Regions from separate parts of the Sus scrofa genome. Here region 1 is linked to region 2. The links are chromatin contacts, called in public Hi-C maps. All regions are on one chromosome and are shown on one strand. The core of a region is the stretch at or near the end of the contact, and the rest is flanking DNA. Distances in the headings are between cores, read along the strand shown. Region 1 holds the start of PARG (poly(ADP-ribose) glycohydrolase). Region 2 holds the start of LOC100522401 (WASH complex subunit 2A).

Evidence for each region. Hi-C and Micro-C count contacts between places; a contact is called where the count stands out from the background.
Region 1: a Hi-C map of skeletal muscle shows a contact between it and region 2, with 5 times the contacts expected there. The contact joins the promoter of PARG here to the promoter of LOC100522401 in region 2. A contact is called at or near these places in 2 of 5 promoter capture datasets (fetal liver and liver), 24 of 47 Hi-C or Micro-C datasets (alveolar macrophages, blood, embryonic fibroblasts and 12 more) and 2 of 2 datasets of contacts at active chromatin or transcription factors (alveolar macrophages and skeletal muscle).

Annotation. Positions count from the first base shown.
Region 1 is chr14:90,479,598-90,483,517 of Sscrofa11.1, reverse strand. It overlaps PARG (poly(ADP-ribose) glycohydrolase), which reads left to right and starts at 2,503. Exons shown (of 18, transcript XM_005671222.3): 1 at 2,503-2,590. It overlaps LOC100157391 (mitochondrial import inner membrane translocase subunit Tim23), which reads right to left and starts at 2,563. Exons shown (of 7, transcript XM_001926555.6): 1 at 2,217-2,563. The coding sequence starts at 2,322.
Region 2 is chr14:90,580,883-90,584,776 of Sscrofa11.1, reverse strand. It overlaps LOC100522401 (WASH complex subunit 2A), which reads right to left and starts at 2,378. Exons shown (of 33, transcript XM_003133111.6): 1 at 2,230-2,378; 2 at 2,019-2,141; 3 at 934-1,098. The coding sequence starts at 2,232.

The DNA.
Region 1 (3,920 bases), core at 1,254-3,753, 100 kb after region 2:
CATTACATGGCAATAAAAATTTTAAAAGTTATTTCATTTAGTGTTAATTCTGCTCTCGATTATTCACATGTTTTGCAGTTTTGAGTTATAAGTCCAATGAATGTAAATTTTTCTCCCACTTTCCTAGTCTTATCCTCCCTGTCTGGTAGTTTATGGGCTGCCTCTCTTGGGGCCCTTAATTTTGCACTTGTGTCTCAGGTTCTCATATTGGCAGTAACATGGATCAAATAATCAAAGTAGCGGGAAGCAAAGGCCAGGTCAATTATAAAACTATTTCTTTCTACTTTACTGCAAAAATGTTCAACAACTATACAGGGTGTAAAATAAGATTGACAAGAAACCAATTTCATAAGAAAAACATCATTTGCCTCATACGCTCTGTATAAATATTTAAAGGCAGTTCCTTCAGATCTTCGTGTTGACAGTTGCTGACAGGACTGATTTACAGGATACAGAATTCGTAGGTCTTCACCACAGGGATGGGGGTCATGGCAAAAGAAAATGGGACCTCTGAGAGGCCCAGACTTGAATTCCACTAACTTTGAAGATAGACAAATCAGGGAAAATCAACTTTCTCATGTTTAAAATTTAAACTTTGGATCCTCCTGCATCTCAGCTGATTGTTCACAAATCTACCCATTACCCAGGACTCTACTCATTATCCAGAATCGACTGCAAGTCTTATTAGTTGTATAAACAATACCTATCCCGAACTGTGTTCCTTACCATCTTTATTGCTACCATCCTGATCTAAGCACTAAGGCTCACATCCTAACCATCTCCTACCTAACTAGACTCCTTAAAAGGCTTAATAAACAGCACATTGGCTGCCATTCCTTGCCCTTCTAAATCTCATTATCTTCTATCACACCACCTTCTACACCATTGTGTAGACACAACGGCTTAATGGTTTGTTTCCTTCAACACTTACCCTTCCCCACATTTGTACTGTATTCAGGTCACAGCTCAAAAGCCAGCACCCCTGAGTTGCTTTCCCTGATCTGTTCTTAAAAGGCTTCCAGTTCCTACCATCTCAAGATCCTGCTTTATTGCCTTCAGACACTTAGTGATAAGTGTGTCACTGAAACATTTTTGTTACCTGGCTCACTTCAATAGGATGTAAGGTCCACAAAAACAGCAATCATCTTTTTAAATTTAACTGTCTTAGTTCTGCACCCAGAAAAATCCATCTACAGTACTCAATAAATGGTATTGACTCCATCTTTTAATTTACCTTCAAATTTCAATTAATGTAACAATGGTTTTTCACATTAAAGCAGAGCCCTTTGTGCTCCAAATGCGGAGCTCCTGTGACTTATTATACACAAACTCCCTACAGTTCTGTTCTATAAGTTATCATATACAAACTACGCCCTAAATTCAGTTTTGATACAGGTCACACTAGGAACTTCTAAGCGTGTTTAAAAAAAAAAAAGCTTTTTTGGTTTCTGAGCATAAAAGACCTAAAGAAGTAGTACGAAAATTCTTAAAAGAGAAAATAGTTTTATAAAACGCTTATCCTCCACCAACTTCCTATTTTTAGGTCCAAGTTCTAGTCATCCAGTTGAATACCCAGTTAGATAATTTCAAAGATCTAGAATACACATTCTTTGTACTGAGGAGCGCACAGGCAGGGCATTCGTGCTTCCAGCACCCTCGATTGTACGTATTTCCCTTCCTAAAATTCATATTGGCTTCTTTCTTGTCTATAAATTACCTTTAAAATTCAGCTCTCTTCCGTGTTCCCCTAGTTGTCTCGAATCATGTTTCTTTCTCCCCTGTATGCATGAGTGGCCCTGACGGCTACTTGTGGTTTTAGAATATGCGACTTTGAGCTAAAAAGTTATCTATGAACTCGGTATTTGGAATGCATTTACTTGCAGAAGGGGGTTTTCTTTTTCACCTAGAGCCAAGCACAAGGCCCAATATACAGGAATGTGCGAGAGGAAAGAGAAGGCAGAAAGCTTGAATATAAAAGGAAGAAAACATGCAGCATCTCCTGGTTGACATGATCCAGGACAACCACAGAAACCTTCTCCGGATCTATGGCTCCAAAAATTCGTTCGATGTCGAAAGAGCGGCCCCGGAGATACACCAACCCCACGATTGCTACTGAAGCTTGTGACCGCTAGCAAAAAAAGGACAGGGCACGCCGCAGGTTTGGCGTGGTGGCAAGAACCAGTCAGAAATGTTCGTAAGCTAGGCCCGATACTTACGCGGGACTCCCGCCAGATCCGCGTGCGAGTAGCCAGCTCCGCCGGCTCCGAAAAAGCCGGCCAATCCCCCTGTGGTTTTGTTGCCGCTTCCTCCACCGCCCTCCATGGTACTGCAGCAAACTACCGGTCTGCTTCTCCCCGCTGCTCAGGCCGGGATCGTCCGCTCGGCCGTTGCTCCTCTGTAACAGCGGGTGAAACCCGCGTTACCACCACCTCCTTCACACGCTGACCTTCCGGGCGCCGGCAGCACCTAAACCTCACATTTCCGCTTTGCGACAGCGTACGTCCCGGAAACCGGAAGCGCCTGACGGCAGCTTTCCGGTGGTGGGAAAGTGAACGGAGCAAGAAAATCAAAGCGGCGCATCCTGAGGCAGGTGGGGTGCCTGTGGAAGAGGGAAGGCAGGCGACTGGATAGGGCCTGGCTCGGGAGGCCTACGGAACAGCAGCTGCAGACGCAGGCAGCAGCAGAGAGGGCATGGTGCCGGGAGGCGCCGAGAAGGAGGCGCAGTCCGTCCCTCTCCGGGTTAGTGAATGAGGCTCTCCGCCCTGGCTGGCCCGGGGACTGTTCGCTGCGGGTCCCAGCATGAGTGCGGGCCCCGGCTGTGAGCCCTGCACCAAGCGACCCCGCTGGGGCGCCGCTGCAACTTCTCCGCCGGCCGCCTCGGACGCCCGGAGCTTCCCCAGCAGGCAGAGGCGCGTCCTCGATTCCAAGGACGCTCCCGTGCAGTTCAGGGTCCCGCCGTCCTCGTCAGGCTGCGTCTCGGGGCGGGCGGGACCGCACAGAGGCAGCGCCACCTCGCTTGGTACGTGGGGAAATAAAGCTCTTTGTCCTTCGCCTTGGCCCAAAGCTCTTCTTGGTCTCCGAGGACCCAGGGACTACAGCCCCCCATTTTCTGGTCTTGTATGCATCACTCTGAACGCTGAGGTCCCCTTGCTGAGCCATCAAGGCCACTAGTCGGGGAATGGGGCCCCATTTTCCCCGTGGCGATTGGTGGTGTGAGAACCCCTGACAAGCAGTCACTCAGCATGGGAAGCGGCGAGAGACTCCACCTGTTTGCTTTCCTTGGGTTTAATTGGAATTGCCTTGGTCGTTAAGGAGGTTTAATCTTTTACCTGAAGCTTCAGTCTCTAGATATAAAGAAAGTTACAAAGAAAGTCACAGCTGTCCTCAGTTTTAATTCTCAGTCTCTGGGTGGAGAGCCCTTAGTCTTACTGGCTTTACACCCGTCTTTGACATACAGTGGTGAACAAAGGTAACTTGGTCTGTTTTCAGACCCTAAAATCTATCAGAAGAGGTAGACAATGGCAGAGGTAAATATAATAAAGGGTAATGGATGTTCCAGTATATGAGACAGATAGTTAGGATAAGACGTCAGATGTGCCTGATCTAGTTTGAAGGTCAAAGATAATCTCCTAGCCAGAAGGTGAGGATCTTATTCTGAGGACTGAAGAGTGATGAGTTATTTAGATGAAGAGGAAGTTAAGGAAGTGATCCCACAGTGCAGCTGATGTAGGTTGTCCAGAGAGCAGTGAGAGATGGGATTGCAAAGAAGTAGACAAAGATCAGATCATATTGGGCAATGCTAAGAGGTTTGAGCTTTATCCTGATTGGACTTGATTGGAGATATATATGTATCAAAAATACATATAGTTTATTAAAATGTATATATTTTAAAGGTCCTTCCCTGGTATGTGGAAAATGAA
Region 2 (3,894 bases), core at 1,129-3,628:
CACACCTACAGCATATGGAAGTTCCTGGGCTATGGGATGAATCAGAGCTACAGCTGCTGGCCTGCACCACAACCATAGCAACATGGGATCGGAGCTGCACCTGCAACCTACACCACAGCTCATGGCAAGGCCGGATCTTTAACCCACTAAGTGAGGCCAGGGATCAAACCCACATCTTCATGCATACTAGCTGAATTCATTCCTACTGTGCCACAATGGCAACTCCCTAAAAAGTTTTTTAAAAACTAAAAGAACGTTGGAGTTCCTGTTGCTCAGCAGTAATGAACCAGACAAGTATCCATGAGGTTTGATCCCTGACCTTGCTCAGTGGATTGAGGCTCTGTCATTCCCGTGAGCTGTGGTGTACATCGCAGATTCAGCTCAGATCCCACATTGCTGTGGCTGTGGTGCAGGTTGGCAGCTTATAGCTCCAATTAGACACCTAGCCTGGGAACTTCCATATGCCTTTGGTGCAGCCCTAAAAAGCGAAATAACAACAACAACATAGGTTCAGCCATCATAACAAAATGTTAGTTGGGAATATTCCAAGTAGACACACACACGACTTTACTATAACTTATCAATATTGGATACAATCAATAATACACTGGTGCCCAGAGGATCAGACCAGTTGTACAGCTCCGTACAGAGTATGCTCAATAACAAGGTTTGTTGGAGTGTCATGCAATTCTGCACAACACCGACTACTCCAAAACCAAAAACCGATGGAAACACTGGAATATGAGGAAATTTTATCATTAGGTTTTTTCAAAGGCTTAAAAAAATTTACTAATAAAAAAGGGGGTGAGGCATTAATTATAAAGAACCACTACTTCCACCAAAATTTAGTAGAGAACCTAATAATAGATCATGGAGTATTACAATGGCTCTTGCTCCTCCTAAAAGTAGTATTTATTTATAAATCTGACTCACGTTCTCAATGAACTGGGTATTAGACAGCATAAGGAAGTCATTGAAGACATTATGCAGGCGACAATCTGTGGCTTTAGTTTCCCGAATTAGTCCATCCACTTGTTTCTTGATTTCATGGGTCCTAGAGATAGTCTGCTGTGAGAATTCCTGTAGAAACTGTAGCAGCTATTTAAAAAATAAACATACAGTAGTATCAATATTATACACATCTATTCTGCATATCAAAACAGGAAAGAACCCATTTCCTTTTGTGTGTGTGTGTTGGAATGTAAAAGGGATTCTGCTTTTGACAGCTTTATGACCAAGTAGCATCAAAAAACATTAAGAAAGTTCATCAGCCTTGAGCTGTGGTGTAGATCGCAGACGTGTCTCAGATCTGTCAGGGCTGTGGATGTGGAGTACCTAGGCCAGCAGCTACAGCTCGGATTCCACCCCAAGCCTGGGAACCTCCATATGCCGCGGGTGTGGCCCTTAAAAAAAAAAAAAAAAAAAAAGAAAGTTCATCAAAACAGCGGCAACGAGTCAACGGATACTTGCCATCTCATTTTGGGAGGAATTTTTAAGTCCTGTTTGGTTGTCATTCTACAGGGATTGCAAACGAAAGCCAAAACAACAAACCACTACTTTTATCCAAAAATCCTACTTCAAATGGGACTTTGGAATGACCATTTTCAGTTTACTGGGTGGGCCCTTAGCTAAAAAGTCTCACTCAAGGATATCCATATACTAGTTTTTCTACTGCCCCACTCAGTCCAGGTCCCAACATGGAATTGACGAAGTAATGCCATTGTAAGCCTGCGGAGCGGCGGAAGCCGATTTCCCAGCTCAGGATGGAGTTGGTTGCCGGTCTGGAAAACCCCAACGAGGAAAACAGCCGGGTGTCCAGGCCGCTGTCTGCTTGGGAGCGCTCAGAGGGCTAAGGACAACCGGCCCACCACCGCCCAAGTGCCTGGGGATTGCCGCCGGGGAGTTTTTGAGGGCAAGAAGAGATGTGTTAAGTCGATGTTTATGGGGAGTCCCATCCTCCCTCCCGCATCACCCCGGATGAGTCGCCCTCCCCTCCCGTCCCTGGGCCCGCCTCTCACGCCCGCGTCGGCCGCCAGCGACCAGCTTTGGCTGCTTCTGCGGATCTCTTCCACCGACCAGGGCCGCTCCCACACGGGCTCCGACGCCGGCGCCCGCTCCTGGTCGGGGGTGGTCTGGTTCATCTGCAGCGGGAAGGACGAGAAGAGGCGCTGAGCTCCGGGAGGGCAGAGGGGGCCGGGGCCCAACCCTCACCCAACCTGCCACTCTCACCATCCTCGCCGCGCAGCCTCACGGGCTCCAAGGGCCCGCAGGACGCACCCGCTGAGCCTGGAAGGTCTCTGGAAGCCGAACTTCTCAGTGGTGCCTCAGGCACGTGACTGTAGATCACATGACCCCGGCGCCGGTGACCTGCCCCTCATGTGACCGGCAGTGGATGGCTGCCGGACTGCCGGAAGGAAGGTGCAGAAGCCGGCTGGGGACACTAGACCTCTTCTAAGAGGCCTGTGGCCACATGGATGGACCTAGAAGTTATCATACTAAGTGAAGTAAGTCAGAAAGACACCTATCATATATCACTTAGATGTGATATATATATGACATAAATGAGCCTATCTATGAAACAGACTCACGTTCACAGAGAATTTGTGATTGCGGAGGGGGGTCCGGAAGGGATGGCTGGGGAGTTAGGGATTAGCAGATGGTGACTAATGTACGGAATGTGTAAAAAACAAACTTCTATTGTATAGCCCAGGGAACTATATTGAATATCCTGTGATAAACTTTAATAGAAAAAGAATATGAAAAAATGTGTGTATAACTGAATCACCGTTATACAGCAGAATTTGAAACATTGTAAAGCAAATATACTTGAATAAAGTAAATTTTTAAAAATCTATTTCACTAAAAGAAAAAAAGCCTGCAGCCGGGCTATGGTGGCGGGAGTTGGAGAAAGGAAGGGTGCAGACGCCAGGGGGAGCTGAAGGGGTGCGTCCGACGGGTTGCATTTTAAGCTAGAGGGCAGTTGGCAGGGTGTGATCAGCCCGGAAACGCCTGGCAGCGAGGTATGTTTAGAGAGAAGGGCCAAAGGGAGAACCAGCCTAGGAGTTTTAAACGTTCCAGGCGGTGGGCAGAGGAAGAGCTCGCTGCTGCATCTCTTCCTTGCTGCATCTCTGCTGCCTGTCGCGGGGTCAGCGCACAGGCGCCCAGATTTACTGGATGGTGACTGTTTAAAATCCTTTACTCGCTAGCCAGTGCCCTCAGATTCAAGTTCAAACTCCTCATATAACAGGCAAAAGCCCTTTAATATCTGATTCCTGCCTACGAATCCTTCTTCAACGTGCCCAGCTTCCCCACCAGCGTTCTGCGACCCCTCACACTTCCTTGAAGTTCCCTCTGCGGAGTCCCTCTTCCTCCAGACCAACTTACTTTTTAAAATGAAGATCCCTATTTCTTTCCATTCTTTTTCGGTTTTGTTTTTTTGTTTTTCTTTTTTGGCCACTCCACAGCATGTGGAGTTTCTAGGCCAGGGATCAGATCGAGTCGCAGTTGCGACCTAAGCGCAGCTCTGGCCACCTGGGATCCTTTGGCCATCCTGGGATCCTCTGGGGCGGGGTGTCAAACCTATGTCCCAGGGCTTCCACGACGCCCATGCCACAGTCGGAACTCCATTTCTTTCCATTCTTATGTGCCCATGGGCAAGTTATTTTAATCCTTATGAGTTTTCCTCCTCAGTAAAAGGAAGTTACATGTTTTGCAGGAACTGTGGTAACATTTGTAAACAGCACAATGCCTACCATACTGTGAGCATTAAACATAGATTTTACCACTTCCTCAGTGGCCTCTGTTTATCAAACTCTTGAGCTTTCCATTGTTTTTGCCTCTGTCTCTCTAGTGAAGACTTCCCTAATTCCCAAGGATAATTTTAAATGCCCCCCT